Linked DNA regions of Hordeum vulgare: region 2 is linked to region 1. A link is a contact called in public Hi-C data. All regions are on one chromosome and are shown on one strand. Each heading gives the region's core, a stretch centred on a gene start, on an enhancer-like site or on the middle of the called end of the contact. The rest is flanking DNA. Distances are from core to core; before and after follow the strand shown. Region 1 holds the start of LOC123447914 (phosphatidylinositol/phosphatidylcholine transfer protein SFH8-like). Region 2 holds the start of LOC123447941 (chaperone protein dnaJ 10-like).

What was found. Hi-C and Micro-C count contacts between places; a contact is called where the count stands out from the background.
Region 2: a Hi-C map of seedling shows a contact between it and region 1, with 7 times the contacts expected there. The contact joins the promoter of LOC123447941 here to the promoter of LOC123447914 in region 1. A contact is called at or near these places in 4 of 6 Hi-C or Micro-C datasets (leaf and seedling) and 1 of 1 datasets of contacts at active chromatin or transcription factors (embryo).

The regions. Positions count from the first base shown.
Region 1 is chr1H:484,166,686-484,169,841 of MorexV3_pseudomolecules_assembly, forward strand. LOC123447914 (phosphatidylinositol/phosphatidylcholine transfer protein SFH8-like) reads right to left here and starts at 1,643. Exons shown (of 15, transcript XM_045124654.1): 1 at 1,453-1,643; 2 at 1,227-1,313; 3 at 58-349. The coding sequence starts at 1,260.
Region 2 is chr1H:484,400,947-484,404,102 of MorexV3_pseudomolecules_assembly, forward strand. It overlaps LOC123447941 (chaperone protein dnaJ 10-like), which reads left to right and starts at 1,501. Exons shown (of 10, transcript XM_045124683.1): 1 at 1,501-1,809; 2 at 1,881-2,020; 3 at 2,105-2,164; 4 at 2,625-2,707; 5 at 3,116-3,156. The coding sequence starts at 1,934.

The DNA.
Region 1 (3,156 bases), core at 393-2,892:
AAAAGAAATCCACATAATACGGTCAGGTGAAGACCCTGAGATCAGCAGATTCTGTACCTCAGCATCATGTGGTAATCATCATGTTGTTGTGGCAACAAGTCCTCATCAAGCAAGCACTGTCGAAATGCCTCAACGGCCTGTAGATCTTGAACATGTCTTATGTCCTCGATGGAAATCTGATTTTCATTCTTCTTTTTGCTTCTCCTCCTTAGGGAATGTCTGAATTTGTTCCCTGCGTTAATTGCCTTTTTCTTGAAGGAGGCTATTTTAGTCTTCTTTTCTCCTTCTGAGTTGTCTGCATCCGATCTGCTCTCTTTCTTTCCATCATTATGTGTAAATCCTTCAAAAGCTGTGCCCAGTAACAATATGTTAATATTCCATACTGTAGTCAAAGCAAAAGCAGATACAGTTACTCTAGTAACAAAAACCAATAGCCAAATAATGGTGTTCTGCAAGGAACTGCAGCAAGAACCCATGCCAAATACAGTTACCCGTATGCTGAAACAACACTCTGTGATTACAGGTGCTAGTATGAAGATTCAGCAAGGGTGAGTTGCAAAAAGGGACAGGGTCGTCAATTTTGTTCAGCACCATACAGAGTGCAAGCAGAAAGAACCTTGCACTGATTAGTTGGATGGTTTAAAAATTTGTTGGTTCATACAGGTGGCATCAACAACACAATATGTTAATTCTCTGCATTTTCCTGTACTCTACAATTAAGTCTTATGTAGTTATCTTTGACAATGATTACCTACTAACCTTCACGCACTAGATATAATAACACAATCTTTTATAAAGGAAGGTAAGCTGCCATTATTTTTTCACATCAGGTAAGCTGTCATTCCCATTGAAAGAGTAGGGGAGGTAATATCCTTTAGCGATGCCAAGTAAAAAACAACTGAAAACAGAACAGACTTCTGCTCGAAGATTTTTCCTTCTTTTTTACACAGAAAGTTGTTTATTTACACGTGGACTTTACTGTCAAATTAGGAACATGCTTCCGGTGGCCCCAAATCGCATAATCCTCATAGCTGATTCGAGGAGCGCGATAATCAAAATACGAGCCTATTTAATCCCAGACACTGAAAAAGAAACGAACTTTACAGAGGAAATCACGAGAGGAGCCAGAAACATTGAACCCTAGGAAATTGGTTCCTCCAAGTCCTAAAGGAAATAAGTACGTCGACCAGCAACAATAAACGGAGGAACAAACACTTTATACTCACATGGCCTGGCTAATCGGTCGAGGGGCCCTGACATCCCCTCCGGCTCCGGAATCGATCTCCCCAGCAAAGCCCCAGGCCCGAAATCCGCTGGAAAATCCGCACGGAAAAATTCAGCGAGCAGGACAGCAGCGAAGAGCGCCCGCCACGCACGCTCGAACGCCGGATTGGCGAATTGGATTAGGGGGGGGGGGAGAAGAACTTGAATCAATCGAATGACGGTTCTTACGCGCGCGTACCAGGCGGGGAATCTGGTCCCCGGCGGAGATTTTCCGCCTGTCAGTTTCGGGATTCGGGTGCGGATTTCGGGGGGCGGGAGGAGGAGGAGCTTCTCCTTCTCCCACCGTTTTAATGGGGCGGGCGGGCGGGCGACTCCGGGAGGGAGAAGAAGAAGAAGGAGGCAGAGGGCACGGAGGTTTCCGTCACGGCGCGGGTAGACCAGGCCCATGGGCCGGAAACGGTTGACCCGGGCGACGTGGACGTGTTCGGTACGTGGGCCCGGCGCACCCGGACCACCCACCACGTAGGAATCTTTTTACTAGTTGGATACGTAGATCTGAGGGCTGAGGCGCGTCTGCCGTGGCCGTTGATGCGCGCCGGTCCGAGCAGTGGACGGTGGCGATGCGGCCTCGCCCATGGACCGAGCGCAGGAGGCCGTGCCCGTGACGTGACGCGTGGAAGGCTTTGGCCGAGTCAGATTTGGTTTGGTTGGGCAACTGCTCCCTCGTCCACTCCTTTTTAATTCCGCTACAATTGTTCTACTAGTACAGATTATATAATTTATTATGGGGTGCTTTTATGCAAGTATCTATTGGTTATTGATTGATGATTGATGATGATACATTGTCTGCCTACAATTGATCAAACAAACACAGATGCATAAGGGAAACTATAAATATCTATTCCCTTTAAAAATATATATATATAAGACCTTTTAGAGATTTTACTATAGACTATATACGGATGTATATAGATATATTTCAGAATATAGATTTACTCATTTTACTTCGTATGTGGTTTATAGTAAAAAATTAAAAAGGTTTTATATTTAAGAATGAAGCGAGTGGTAGTTTTGTTTTAAGAAAAACTAAATCTAAGCGGCATCGGAGAAAAAATGGCTAGACCTTTTTCCCTTTGAAATAGAGGTAAGAAGAAGAAAATTGGTGAGTTAGAGCACCTCCAACGCAGCGACCCAATTGTCCGTCCGCATCCATTTGGGTCAGCACAGACAAAAATGAAGGCCTAACGCGCCAACCCAAACCCAAAACGTGTCTGCTTCGTGTTCGTGCGGATTCATTTTCGGCTCAAAATTGCTCCTGAAATGCGTTGATACGGACGCGAAGCGGACGCGGCGCGCGCCTTCTCATGCCCGCACGCGTCCACACATGGCGTCTGGTTAAAGCCAGCGTCGTCTTTATTAACGACGACCGTCCATCATGGACCCACGCGTCAGCGACCCACGGGTGTCCTTTTTTGATCCGTGCATACGCCCATGGGGGAGGGGGGCTCATCCTCTTTCATAAGTCGCCCCCATCCACATCTAGCCACCCGTTGCTTCCCCGTCGTCTGTAAACCAAGCCACCATTGGTTTCTTCTCCAGCAAAGACAAGGGCAAGTCCCCCGCCTTCCTTGTGTGCGCGCTCCCGTCGTCGGCGTCTTCCCATCTGCGTGCTCTCGTCGTCGGCATCTTCCCGTCTGCTTCGGCAGCGGGTCAACATACCAGTGCACCAAGTGAGGTGGCACTAGAAGCACCAATTCCCCTTACCCTACCCCGACGTCACGCTGCCGCATTACTGGCATTTGGATCCGAAGAGGATCCCAGTGCCAATGGTGCCGCGGTAGGCGCGGGCGCATGCAAAGAAGGTGAGGCGCCGATGACAGCAGCTGACACCAGAGCAACGGCGGGTGTCAGAGGAGGGCGCAGAGGCCCGGC
Region 2 (3,156 bases), core at 251-2,750, 230 kb after region 1:
ATGTTGGACTATCTTATGCTTCTAAAGGAGTCCTGTCATGTTGTTCTTATATTGGTGTACATATAAATTGTTCTCCGAGACTGACTGAATAGTCTTCGTTACCATAAATGTTGTTTCTTTCGTCAGTATATACAATTGCTTGATGTTGTTTGCGAAAATTAAATAAGTGAAGTTCTGATGAAGGTTATGCGGTAAGTATTACCAATCTGTGTGAAGTATGTAAAATTAGCCCACTCCATTTGTGCGAAAGCTTCTATGTTTGTGTTGTCTACTGGTCATGTATGGTCAGTGTTTGTGTGCGACGAGAGGTGCAAATGAAGATCTCATTTGACTTGATGCTATCTGTCACCGACTCACAGAAGGAAGGACCAAGTGTTTGCTCCGTAGCGAACCTGTTGCAACGCACGAGCTATTTTGCTAGATAAGGCTCATGTGGCTATCTAATTCAGGCTTTTTTGCTAGATAAGGCTCATGTGGCTATCTAATTCAATTGCTATATGTCATGTTCGAGCTCTGAAGAACATAGTGAATCTGTTTGTTCAGAAGAACATATGTCACTGTTTGCACTCTCTCGTTGTACCATCTTTATATCTGAGAACTAAAGGATTTATTCTTTCAATCAGGAACCAATTTAAGTAGCAAGTCTATTTTTCCTTGGTTACTTGTATCATTGTTTTCCAACACTAAGTACTAATTGACAACCAGCCATGATCATCCGTTCATCGATTAGTGTGCTTTTCATTTTGTTAGTTTTTTACTAATTTTCTAGCTAAGTGAATTCTATCAGAAGCTATGAACCTTACCAACGTCCGCGATTGGACTCCCGGTGTTTCTAAATTCTGAATGAACTACAAGAAGCCAATTTCTGAATGAATTTGTTGAGGATTTGCATGGTTATTCTTCAACCAGAGTGCATGGCTATTCTTGGGTTTGAGCCTTAGCCATGCAACAATGAGATCTTATTGCGCTGTTTTGTGAGCCATTTAAACTGAAATCGGTCATCCATTTTGTTTAGAAATTTTATCCGAGTACTTTTGATCACAATTGTACTTCTATTTCTGCAACAGAATCTATTTCAACTTGCCATGCGCCAGTTCACTAACAGTGCAGATACTATGCAACTTGGGACATTAAGTAAGAGCATATTCATGTTTACTTGTTATATTTATTTATTTCGTACGCGGTGCAACGCACGGGCATTTTTATTAGTAAATCTAAAAATAATATGAGCATCAGGATTTAAATCTATGTTGGGCCGGTATTCCACTAGGGACACCGTGCAAAATCTGTCCAAAACGACGCAGCCATCTGCGCACAACAGAGGAGATTGACAGGTCTAAATCCGTCACGCAAGCACGCGGTTAAGCAACGGAGATTTCTTAGCCATGTTGCCACCGATGCCATCTCGCACGCGTCGTCGTCATCCCGCGTGAGATCTGCCGTACGTACTCCTACAGCTCTACTATAAAATCCAAGACGCATGCATTGCTGTCGCCGAAGCGAACCATCTGTCCATTGCCCAGACCATCAGCATCTCTCTCATCGTCCGCCGCGGACACGCCAGCCTGCCTGCCAGCGCACCACACCTGGGCGCCTCGCTGCCGTGACGTGGTGTCGCTGACGGGTGGGCCCTCTGCCCACGTTGACCCCACCGCATCACCAATTCACCACCACCCGACTCTCCGTCCCAGCAGAGATATTCGCGGATCCACGGTGTCGAGAAACACCCCCCAAATCTCTTCTTCCTCCTCGTCTTCTTCCCCGGGAACCTTCGAGAAGCTTCTAGAACCGACCGTCCGGCCGGCCGTGGTGCGCATCTCTCTTACTCTCGGGCTCGGGTTTCTTTCCTCCGCTGCTAACCGCTCTCGATTTTGTCATAGCATTCGCTGTTCTGTTGGTAGCCGCGGGCGGGCGAGATCCGGTTGCGGCGGCCATGGTGAAGGAGACCGCCTACTACGAAACCCTGGGGGTCAGCGTCGACGCCTCCCCCTCCGACATCAAGAAGGCATACTACGTCCAGGTGAGTTCCCATCGTCTTATATCATCAATACTAGGCCCATCTCCCTCTGCTGCATCTGAATCGGCGCGTTTGTATGCCTTCCAGGCCAGGCTGGTGCACCCGGACAAGAATCCCGGCAACCCCGACGCGGCGCGGAAATTCCAGGTGCGTTTTAGGCGCCTTCTCTTCGGTCTTCACCCCTGCCATGTTCTGTCAGTTTATTGTGGAACAAGCGAAATTGCGTGGTCATGTGAATATGCTAGTATTTCAGATGCCATGTATGTAGTTAATCCCATGGTTTGAGTGTAGATTGGAGCTAGAATTTGGGTTGGCCAAAGTTAGTTTAGATTTTTATTCTTTTGGAAGGAAGTTAGTTTAGCCAAAGTCATGAGGTATAGTTTGATCTGTTACCAATTAACAGATGTTCAGAGAGAGCATATTTGGAATGCACGTTTCACTCCATGCACGCCTTGTTTCATAATAGGGTGTTCCTTGCTGAGTAGTGCTTGCGTACTCATCGATTTACATGTTAAATCTATTACCTGTAAGTGTCTCTATGGCGTCAAATGCCTCTTTAAATGATAATGTCCACTTGTATAATCATCGAGAAGCTTGCTCTTAACAGGATCTTGGAGAGGCCTACCAAGTCCTAAGCGATCCAGCCAAGAAGGAGGCTTATGATAAGCATGGAAAGGAGGGCCTTTCCCAGTAAGTCATGAATTTCTTTGAGTTCTGAACTTTTTGTAAGTAATTGGTATTTTTCTTAAAAGGGGAAAACACAGCTGCCCCTAAAAGGATTGTTTGGATTGAACTAGCTGACTGTGAGCATAGAACTGGGTTCTCTAGTTGTTTGTATATGGTGAGAAAACGGGAGCATGTCACCGTGACAAAAAGGGAGTTCAGTTAAGACGACCTCTTGAATTTATGGATAGATAGACAATATATAACGACTAAGTAGCTATATCAGAACAAGAAACACACTTCAAAAAACAGACACAAGTACCTACTATCTAAATTCTACTTATAGCTTTATGTGAAAATAACTTGCCAATTTGCTTCATCGTGCTAATGTGCTGTGGATTCTTTTCTTACTCGTTTAATTAACGTGGCATTCAGGGAAAACATGGTCGATCCCGCTGCTGTCTTTGGGATGCTTT